Regions from separate parts of the Sus scrofa genome. Here region 2 is linked to region 1. A link is a contact called in public HiChIP or PLAC-seq data. All regions are on one chromosome and are shown on one strand. Each heading gives the region's core, a stretch centred on a gene start, on an enhancer-like site or on the middle of the called end of the contact. The rest is flanking DNA. Distances are from core to core; before and after follow the strand shown. Region 1 overlaps NOL10 (nucleolar protein 10). Region 2 holds the start of ODC1 (ornithine decarboxylase 1).

Region 1 (4,805 bases), core at 2,143-4,642:
GCACAGCAGTGGGCTCTTCCGGGAAATAAATCTGGGCTAGGCCTTGTTGGGTTTCAAACTCATTTTATTTCTTAAGACAGGGTTTGGCTTGGTTGGGACAATTCTTGGATATTATATTTTCTTAAAAAATTAAGAGCAGGAAGTGGTGTGGATGACTCAGAAAATGACACTGCCAGTGACTCAGTTCTCAGCCAGCCCAGCTATTAGTAGAAACTGGTAACAGTCTATAGGTCGGTGGCAGGTGAGGTGCTATTTTCGTGTGTGCTTTTTAGCCTTTTATGTGATTAGTAATCGTGTGTGGAAATTGAGGTTAGGGATTTGCCTGATGATCCACCAGGCTCATGAGGCCATGGGTTTGGTACATTCGCTGGTGCCTGCTGCTCAGTAAATTACATGGCAGGTTTCAGGATTTAACAATACCTTCCAGGCAAATTCCAAGAATTTTGGGGAACGAGCGAAAACGAGAATACTTCCCATTCTCAAGCAGGGTTGTACACAGATAATTCTGATGGCGGGATGCGAGGCAGAGCGGGAGAAGTTCTGTTGTCTGTGTAAACAGCACTGGGACTGCATGGGGGGCGATGGTGTCAGCTGAGACAGGGAGGTTTTATTTGTACCGGGTTTGCGGGGCTGGTGAGATGTGATGGGCAGAGTTGGAGGTGAGGAGCTCCACACGAGGGGACAGTGTCAGGAGGGCAGGGACGGCCTAGGACCCAGCAGGATACACGGTGGAGCTGCCGAGGCTTCTGGGAGGAGTGAGGCAGGAGGCAGGTGGGGCCCGGGCCGTGGGGTGGGCGGGGTCCAGGAAGGAGATGCCGCATGGCCGGGCGTTGTTTGTGGTCGAGGTCTCTTCCGACCCTGCTTTCAGAAGGCTGTTCTGTCCATCTTGTAAAAGGAGGTCAGTTCTGAACTAAACTGAGCAGGAGGCGATATTCTGGGCTGCGATTGGGAGCACTTTTGGGGAGAACGGTTGTTTTCTTGGAGCATTTGAATATGAGGAGGCAGTGGCTCACAGAGGGTCTCAGAGCTGGCTGCCCACCAGTATGACCTGGGAGCTTTTTACAAAGGACAGGGTCCTTGGCGTCCTACCAGGGGTACTGGCCCTGGGTGTCTGGGGGGAGAGCCCAGAAGTGTTATTTGGAACATGCTTCCAAAGTGGTTGTGAAGCCTTCCCCTGGGAGCCACGTCCAGCGACAGTAGAAAAGCAGGTCTGCACACACGGTTTGGTCCACAGAGGTCACTTCCCAGAGAAGCAGGGAATGAAGGAGACGAGACCGTTGGGGACAATGGGGAGACCCGACATGAGCAGGACCTTTAGAGGGAAACGAGAAGGAAGAGCCAGCCCGGCGGCTCCCGGGAGTGGACAGGGACAGTGAAAGAACCAGCGGCGGCTGAAGTAGAGAAGCCGAGAGGGAAGGGGTGCCGAGGGCATCGCTTAGCAGGTACGAAGTGGCACAGAAGCGGAGGCAGGAGCGGACTCGGCGCTGGGCGGTGCTGCACTGCCCGTCTCAGTGATGGACGCGGCAGTATCATGTCATCTTTCTAAGAACCCTTTGTAGTTGGTGGCGCTTGTCACCCACACCCCCCTTCCCTCCTCTTAAATCTTTGGAGAAGAGAAAGCTGCTGTTTTTTGCCCAGGGCTGGTCACTTAGCTGGTGTGTTGCGGCGTCTCGATGAGAGGCGGCCGTTCCTGACTCTGGAGCCCAGGCTCTGTCTTGGCGACATGGTCCACTCCCAAGGGAGAGGTGGCCTTCTGCATCCTTGTAGTTGGCCTTTCATCGGCCAGAGTTGGGACAGGGTTTCATAGTTGTGAAGGTGAGTCGCATTGTGATGCGTGCAGGAGTTACTGCCTTCGATGCCGGGGTCCGAGTGCGAGGATATTGAATGATCTGAAACGGGGTCTGGGCTGTAAGCACCAACAGGAGTAAAACCAGGTGAAACTGAAGTTGGAACAAGAGTTTAGCTGGACTGAGGGAGTGGGGGTTTGACGAGGACAGACAGGGATGAGAGAGAGAGAGAAGTTCTCGACCTGGGCCGACCAGCTGGGGAGCCAGGAGCCACGTGTGGCCACCGAGCACTTGCGGAGTGACTGAGCTGAATTGAGCCATGCTCTACATGTAAGATATACACCAGGCTTCAAAGACATTTTATTAAAAAAAAAAAAAGAATGTGAAGTAAATCCTAAATTTTTTATATTGATTGCATGCTGAAGTAAACACGTTTTGGTCAATATATAAAAATTAACTTCACCTGTTTAAAAAGATTTTGGGGGCACATCTGGGCCGGGGATTAAACCCTGTGCCCCAGCAGTGGCCCGAGCCACAGTATTGACGGTGCCAGATCCTTAACCTGCTGAACCACCAGGAACTCCAAAGATTTTTTTACAGGTGTCTCCCAGAAAAATGCAAGTCACAAATGTGGCTCGCACGAGATTTCTGTTGGGCAGCGCTGGCCTGGACGCAGAAAGCTTTGACAGTTTGGGATGCTGGGCAGGAGCAAGGCATCTAGGCTGTGGGCACCAGGTGCAGCCTTGATCTCTGCCTGGATGCTAGAGGTGTTCTCCTAGCATCAAAGATGCCGTTGTCCCACCTGCGAAGGGAACGGTCACTCCCTGATAACCCCTTCGTCAGTCCATTTACCGTCTCCTTGATTGTCCTCCACATGCCTTTTTCAGGTCATTTTTTGGAACTAGGATATAATTGAGGTTGTGAATTGCATTTAGTTGTTGGGCCTTTTGTTTCTTTCAAACCAGAGTGGTCTCCCATCCTTTTTTCTGCCTCTTCCATGACACTGAGTTTTGCAATGATGACCAGGTCTGTAGTCTTTTAGGAGGTCCTGTGTCCTGGATTCCTGTGGTTGTTTTTTATGATGTCCTTTTTTGGGGGGCTGCATCCGGGCCACGGGTCGAACTCGAGCCACGGCAGTGACGACGCTGCCTCCGAAACCGCTAGGCCATCCAGATGTGCTTCAGCTTCTTCCTCCGGCCCTGATGGTTTTTTTTCCAAAATGGAAGTTAACTGTAATGGCTTCATGCACCGTAGGTTAGATCTTTCGGACAAGGGTGCTGCACGGGGCGCTGGGTCCTCCGTGTGGATGGCATCCCATCCCACCCGCCATCCCAGAGCCAGAGGTGGACTGGGCGGTTCCCTTTGTGTGGCCACCCGATCTCCCCATTGCAAAGTACCCTCTTCTGGAGGGAGCAATTTTAAGAGTGAAGGTTTGGACAGAGGAAAGACTTTACCGTCAGATAACTTGCAAGAGGTTAATCAGACAGGAAACCCAGCCAAAGAGGCGATTGCACGAGCTGGCAAGCCCGGGAAGGCGGGGCCTCCGCTGCTCCGTTGGGGTTTGTGGCGGGCGCGCTTGGCTCCCAGGCCTGGCTGGCGGCCCCGGCTTTCCGCTCCTTTCCCTGTAACGCTGCTCTTGAGGGTTGTGCTTACTCACGGCGCGCTCAGTCACAGTTGGGGAAAGCCGGGGCCTGCCTTCTTTACCTTTTCACTTACTCATGTGGGAGTGATGAACGCCAAATCACGGGTGCTGTTTCGTCATGTGTTTCTAGTACGAAGGCTGCTCAGGACGCGGAGAAACGGACCCGCCTCCCGGCTCCGCGCACCTGCTCTGGCTGCTCCCCCCGCGGCAGCTGCTGGGGCAGCCGCTCGGCAGGTCGGGGCCCGAGAGGCCCCCGCCCCGCCCTGGGGAGTCGGGATGGCGAGTCCCCGAAGCCCTGGTGGGGAGGAAAGGCGATTTCCGCGCCGAGAGACCTAATTCAGGCCTCGTAATTATATACATGAGCCTGCCTCTTGTCTCACCTGCCTTCCAGGGCTGCTGCAGACGGCCTGTCCTGTTCGCCGTGAAAGGCCTTTTCTTCTCTGTCGGCAGCCTCTGGGTACAGAGAGAAAAGCTGTTCTGTCGGCCGCCTGACCCTGGGTGCCCGGGTCGGTGGATCACACGCTCTGCACGGAGCGGTGACTGCGGTGGGAGCGCCCGGCCTTCGCCCTCGGGCGCAGGCAGCTTCCCGGCCTGTCTGCACAGAGCTGCTGCAGTGCTGCTTAGAAGGGTCTGGTGCAGGACCAGGGCTTGGCTTTCAAATTTCCAACCCATTGCTGGCGAATATGTGAGTAAAATCCCATAAAAAGGCATAAGTAGAGAAAGGGTCGCACGTTGCATCTCGCTGCAGCGTCAGCCGGCTGTAGGTTTGGAGGTCCTTCCCCTCGGCTGCCGCACCTCCCAGCTCAGTCGCCGTCCACACACTGGCCCCAGAGCCCATGGGCACTAGTCGCAGCCTAAGGGGCTGTTGGATTCTGAGCTGTGACCGTCAGTGAGTCCTCGAGCCCTCGAAGCACAGGCAGAGGAGAGCTGTGCGCGCTTCTGTCTCTGGGAACAGCGCTGCGGCCCGCACAGCGCGCCGTGGCCTCTGCGCCGCTACTTCCCCCCGCAGCCGTGTTCTCCTGACTCCAGAGGCTGATGACCTTTGCCTTCGCTTTCATTTATTTTTTTATTATTATTTATTTATTATTTATGTATTTGCCTTTTCTCGGGCCACTCCTGCGGCATATGGAGGTCCCAGGCCAGGGGTCTAATCAGAGCTGTAGCCGCCGGCCTCCGGCAGTCACAGCCACACGGGATCCGAGCCTCGTCTGCAACCTACACCACAGCTCACGGCAACGCTGGATCCTCAACCCACTGAGCGAGGCGAGGGACCGAACCCCAAACCTCATGGTTCCTAGTCGGGTTCACTCACCACTGAGCCATGATGGGAACTGCTATTTATTTAGGGCCACACCCGAGGCATATGGTAGTTCCCA
Region 2 (5,597 bases), core at 2,670-5,169, 190 kb after region 1:
AGAGGCAATTTACCCAAGATCACACAATAAATTGGGGCCAGGGCTCCAGCAGCAAGCTCCTCCAGGGCCCCCTGCATCGACTGTGTGGCTGGGACTAGTTCTTAGTCCCCACCCGCAGCCCTCAGGTCCGTCACACCCTAGGTTGGGGCATAACTGTCTGTTGTTGGATTTTGTCAACAAGGGAAGGAATGGCAAAAATGCAAGGGAAAAAAGAAGTGCCCCAAGTCCCTCTCTCGGGCTGGTACTGGGGTGGCCTGCCCCAGGGAGAGGCCAGAGCTCCACCAGAGCCTTGGCTACACTCTTGGGGACTCTCAATTCCTTATACAGCTTTTGCCGTGTGCATCCCTGGTGTAGACACTGCGGGTATGTTGGGACTTACATAACTCTCCAAGTGGTGCCAAGCCCAGCGGACCCAAGTCATTGATCAGCGCCATCCAATACAGTACGGGGCTGTGATCACCTGCTGGCTGGCAGACCTGTTACTTCGTACCCCTTCTCCTAATTCTTTAGAGGAGTCTTCGGCTTAATAAGCCGAACATGTGCCTTCGCCTGTTCATCGCTGTTTGCTACCTAGATGGACACCTGGATGGACTCCATTCACAGGCGCCAGGACTGGGGAGCTGCCCGCAGCGGTGCCACTAACGTGCCCAGTGACCTTTCTGCCCTCTGCGGTTCTGCCTGTTTCTTTGTCGTTTCTTTGTCGGGTGGAATTGCGCCGGAACCACCTGCAGGTCCCTCCCGTAGGAATGGAGACGCCGGGCAGAAGGGGCCAGAGTCCGCCAGGTGGGGTCCACGTGGCCCGCTCGCGCCCGCGATCTCCTTTCCCCGCCCAAGGGCAAGAGGCGTTTAATGCCCGGCGGAAGAAGAGAGCTGCGCGGCGCAGAGCCTGAAACTCCGCGGCGGTCAGGAGCCGAGCCTGCAGTTCGGAGGCGGCACCTCCCGGCCGCGGGCGGAGGGCGGGGCGCCCGCGCCGGAGGGCGCGCCGGTGGAGCCCGGCCCGGAGCGTGTGCGCGTGCGCCGGCCTGCCGCAGGGCCCCGAGGGGTGGGCGGGGCGGGCGGCGCTCGGCGGCGCTGACGTCGGCCGGCCGGCGCCCCCCGCCCCTGCGCCCCGCCCCCTCCCTGGGAGGACGCCCGGACGGAACCGATCGCGGCTGGTTTGAGCTGGTGCGTCTCCATGACGACACGCGCGGCGCTATAAGTAGCGGAGCGGCGGCGCGTCGGGCTTTGTCAGTCCCCTCAGCCTCCGCCGCCGCTGCCCCTCTGCCAGCGCTCCGGCGCCACCTCGGGCCGGCGGTCCTCCGCGGGAGGGAGCGAGGCGGCGGGCGGCCGGGCGGGCGGCTGACGGGGGCGGCGGGGACAGCGGCGGGGCGGCCGGCGGTCCTGCGCGCTCGGCGGCGGCGTCGCGTCTCCATGGGGTCGGCCCGCGGCGCCCGTGCGCTCTAAGGTGAGAGGGGCGCACCCGGCGGCGGCGGGGAGGGGGTGGGGAGGGACGGCCACGTGTCCCGGCGCCCGGGCCGGGCCGGAGGCCGGGCAGACCCTGCGCCTGGAGCTGCGGGGACAACGTGGTCGCCAGCCGGCCGCCGGGCCCCGACCTTAGTGGGCCGCTGCGCCCCCGGCCCTGGCGTCCCGGGTGAAGCGGGGCGCCGACCCCCGGCCCCCTGCGCGCTCGGCGGCCGCCGTCCCGGCTTAGGGCTGCCGGGGGCTGGAACCGGCGGCCCCGGGTTCGCCTCCCAACCACGTAAGTCAGGATTTCTGAGCCGGAAGCTGTTGAGAAAGCTCGGTCGTTCCTTCAACCGCTATTTTTTTTTTTTTTAAACCCACGTGGTAATCCGGTAACAGGTGCAGGAGAGGTAGGAGGCGAGCCGGCGCAGGTCCGTTTCACTCATCGCTCGTGCTCACTTTTATAAGGAAGAGACGTCCCGTTCTGCCAGGTTGCCCTGAATTCTCTTTTTTTCTTTTTTTAACTTTTGGTTTTGCTCCGTATCCTGAGCAAATGTCGCAATGTAAAAACCCACTCGAGTCGCTGGAGCTGAGATAATCTAACTGATAATACTGATCCTGCCATGGCGTAGAATTGCTTAAGGAATCTTTGAATGACTTGGTGATTTAAGAAAGTCCTCGATTGTGGAGATCGCAGTTCAGGCGAGCAGGCTCAGACATAGGAGCCGGTCCCAGGGTTTTCAAAAAAGGCTTATGGAAAATCTGAAATGATGGGGGCAAGTGTGGGGCGCAGAACCTCTTAGAAACGTCTGGGGAAGACGGAGGTGTTGACTTTATTCAGACCTAAAATTGGCCATAATTTGGATAACTTCAGTGGCTGATCGAATTAGTGCTCGGCTTCCTTTTAGCCCATTGGCAGTAAAGAATTTCATAGTAGAAAAGCGCTGTCTTGTGTTCACTGAGTCACTGTTAAGTAACAGATAGGAACACCAAAGGGTGTTCTTGGGTGAAGTTCCTCTGTATTGAAAGTAACTGAAATAAAGCTTTGAAAGATACAGGAAAGCCCAATGTGTAATAGTGCTGTATTTGAAAGAAACAAAAGCTTCTAAGTTTAAGCCTCAATATTGCCTTAAAAATAGTTAACCCTAAATAACCCAGTCTGCCACCTTGGAGCCTACTTACGTGCTGTTCTGAGAGACACAGGAGTTTACCGGCAGCATAGGCGGTTTGACAGTGCCCGAAAGTCACATTAGATTAAGAATACACGTTCTGCCAAGCATGGGTTTGGATTTATGGCAGGCCCGTACCCCTGGGCCTCTCATAGTGTCCCATGCCAGAGCAAACTGTGGCCCCGAACCATTGCCTGGCCTCTGCCCATAGGCTGCAGGCACTGAAGCGGGTTGCACAGTGTCAAAGGAGTCCTCCCTGGCAGAAATGGGGTACCATCAATAATTTTAAGATAACTGCTGTGAAATTTCATGAAGGCCGAGGACAGCAGCCCTGACTGTTAAACGCGCTTTATTTTTGCTTATTCCTAATTCATTACCTTGCTTTTATTTTTCTGTAAAGTTTGTCAAAAATCATTCCCAGGTGGTAATCATTAATAGCCAAGCAAATGTTAGAGCACCTGGAAGGGCAGTTGAGATTGCCAGAATGGCTGATGGGGTAGGCAGCGCTGGTTTAAGAATACTGATTTCTGGTCAGATGTGGTAACTATATTACAGTAATGTTGATTTGAAGATTGCAATTTAAAAAAATACATGCCTGGCATGACAATGAGCACAATTCTCAGGAGACCGCAAGAGCCGTCAGCAAATGACAGTGATGATGCCTATGTAGGACTTGGGAATGTGCAAGATGTTTATACAGCAACTTTCGAGAATCCCTGTAATGCTATTTTAAGCTTCTAAAAGAAGAATAACACTGAAGTGAGGTAAACTAAGCATCATAGAAGTTTCCCTACCAGTGAACTTCAGTACAGAAACGTTTCTGAAACGTGCATTCTGCATTTTTAGCAGGAATATTTGAAATACCTTTTTTGAGGGAGACTACTATATATGGAACTTGAGTGTCCAGAAGTCTAGTGCTGATCCTGTGGTGTCTCATTCCGTAGAGGTTTATGAAATCATGGGAGGACACCAATAGGAATGGTGGGATTCCCAACCTCAGCAAGTGAGCTCTCTCTGGAGGGTGCTTGAGTGTGTGTGTGTGTGTGTACACGTACCTGACTATATTCCAATTTGCTGTGTTCAGATTCTGCTCAGCAGGACATTCCCACTGCTGCACCAAGGGCACCCGAGTCTTCAGCGGGACAGGGATTCCTGGAGAATTACCTTTGTGAAGAGCTGGCATAATTTAAATTCCATCTTTTGTTTTCCGTGTAAGTGTTCATGGTTTATCTTGCTAAGAATTACTAAGTCGTGCTAGGACTTCCAAGTAAGTTTGTCTGCCCTGTGCAGTTTGTTGTGTTTCAGAAAGATATCAAGAAGCCATGAACAGCTTTAGTAACGAGGAGTTGGACTGCCATTTCCTGGATGAAGGCTTTACTGCCAAGGACATCCTGGACCAAAAAATTAATGAAGTGTCTGCCACTGTGAGTACACAGCAAGTCCTTGCTGGTGGCGCAGCTTTGAGAGTGTTTGGGGGGGGGTGGTGAGTGGGAGACTTCGGGGGGGGGGTCTCGTGGGAATGTACATGTCCTCTTGGGGCGCTTGGAATGTGATTGGCTGTGAATCACCCCGTGGCAGTAGGGATGGACTAAATTATTGAGAATGATGGGCAGGAGGCGGGAAGGCTGCATATGGGACGTGTTGGTAGACTGACTGCTGACGGTTTCCTGTAACTCTGGCCCTTACCGCAGGATGATAAGGATGCCTTCTACGTGGCGGACCTGGGAGACATTCTAAAGAAGCACCTGAGATGGCTCAAAGCGCTTCCTCGGGTCACCCCCTTTTATGCGGTCAAATGCAACGATAGCAGAACCATAGTGCAGACCCTCGCTGCCATCGGGACAGGATTTGACTGTGCCAGCAAGGTGGGTGAAAGCAGCAGAACTCAAAGGGTTGCATGTAATGGCCCTGGTGTGGGCAGCAGGGCAGATCCCGGTGTCTTGCTGGGGCAGTAGACGTGTTGATGGCGAGTAGGGATGGCGGCGCCTTGCCCTGTTTTCCGGGTCTTCCGCGTGTCGGCTACATGTATGTAGCCTAACACCTTCTCTTTCAGACTGAAATACAACTGGTGCAGAGTCTCGGGGTGCCTCCAGAGAGGATTATCTATGCAAATCCTTGTAAACAAGTGTCTCAGATTAAGTATGCCGCCAATAATGGAGTCCAGATGATGACCTTTGACAGTGAAGTGGAGCTGATGAAAGTCGCCAGGGCGCATCCCAAGGCCAAGTGAGTTCACACCTCCACCGGAGGCGGGGGCTGACTGGGGGTCGGTGCAGCGGCAGCCAACTCAATTTCCAGTCCTTAGATTTCCATACTTTGGAATGTTGCCTGGGTCAGAGACAAAGTAGAAAAAAGCTTAGGCCCTCTTGGTGGGTGAGATCAGATCAGACCCAGACCGCAGGGCACCAGAGCCACGGAGTCTGATCCCCTGGCCGCAGGTGACCTTCATCGCGGGCATCTGACGCACTTTGCTTGGTTCTAGGTTGGTTTTGCGCATCGCCACTGATGATTCCAAAGCAGTCTGTCGCCTCAGTGTCAAATTTGGTGCCACACTCAAAACCAGCAGGCTGCTTTTGGAGCGGGCGAGGGATCTTGATATTGATGTCATTGGTGTCAGGTGAGCTCTTGGTGATGGCAGGGCGAGAAGTTAACGGTAGACCATGTGGGTGTGACAGGCTTGCTCCCACTGGGAATAGTTATTTCCAGAAATAGCATATTCTCCTGTCTTTTGGCCCAGCTTCCACGTGGGAAGTGGCTGTACTGATCCCGAGACCTTCGCACAGGCCATCTCTGATGCCCGCTGTGTCTTCGACATGGGCGTGAGTCTCCGTAACCCCACTTGGGAGGAGGGGCCGGGGTGGCAGTAACTGGTCCCAGTCCGGGAATTAGCCTCTGGTCCCAGTTCTCCTGTTAGAGTCTGTTAACCCTCCCTGCCGCGCACATTGCTCATGACTTGTTGCGAAGCTGGTGACTGACGGACATGATTTT

What was found. HiChIP or PLAC-seq counts read pairs in DNA pulled down with a chosen protein or histone mark.
Region 2: an H3K27ac HiChIP or PLAC-seq map of alveolar macrophages shows a contact between it and region 1. The contact joins the promoter of ODC1 here to the enhancer-like site in region 1. A contact is called at or near these places in 1 of 5 promoter capture datasets (liver), 7 of 47 Hi-C or Micro-C datasets (embryonic fibroblasts, heart right ventricle, omental adipose tissue and 2 more) and 2 of 2 datasets of contacts at active chromatin or transcription factors (alveolar macrophages and skeletal muscle).

What each region holds. Positions count from the first base shown.
Region 1 is chr3:125,892,184-125,896,988 of Sscrofa11.1, forward strand. All of the region lies in intron 12 of NOL10 (nucleolar protein 10), which reads left to right. Among named protein-coding and RNA genes, the nearest start is that of NOL10, 33 kb to the left of the region's middle. Within about 2 kb of position 3,393, at least 11 of the 83 cell types and tissues checked have an H3K27ac peak or open chromatin away from gene starts, as enhancers often do. A contact at or near this core is called in alveolar macrophages, embryonic fibroblasts, liver and 1 more, where this site is marked.
Region 2 is chr3:126,085,864-126,091,460 of Sscrofa11.1, forward strand. It overlaps ODC1 (ornithine decarboxylase 1), which reads left to right and starts at 3,920. Exons shown (of 10, transcript NM_001122983.1): 1 at 3,920-4,033; 2 at 4,301-4,474; 3 at 4,663-4,835; 4 at 5,092-5,226; 5 at 5,347-5,428. The coding sequence starts at 3,932.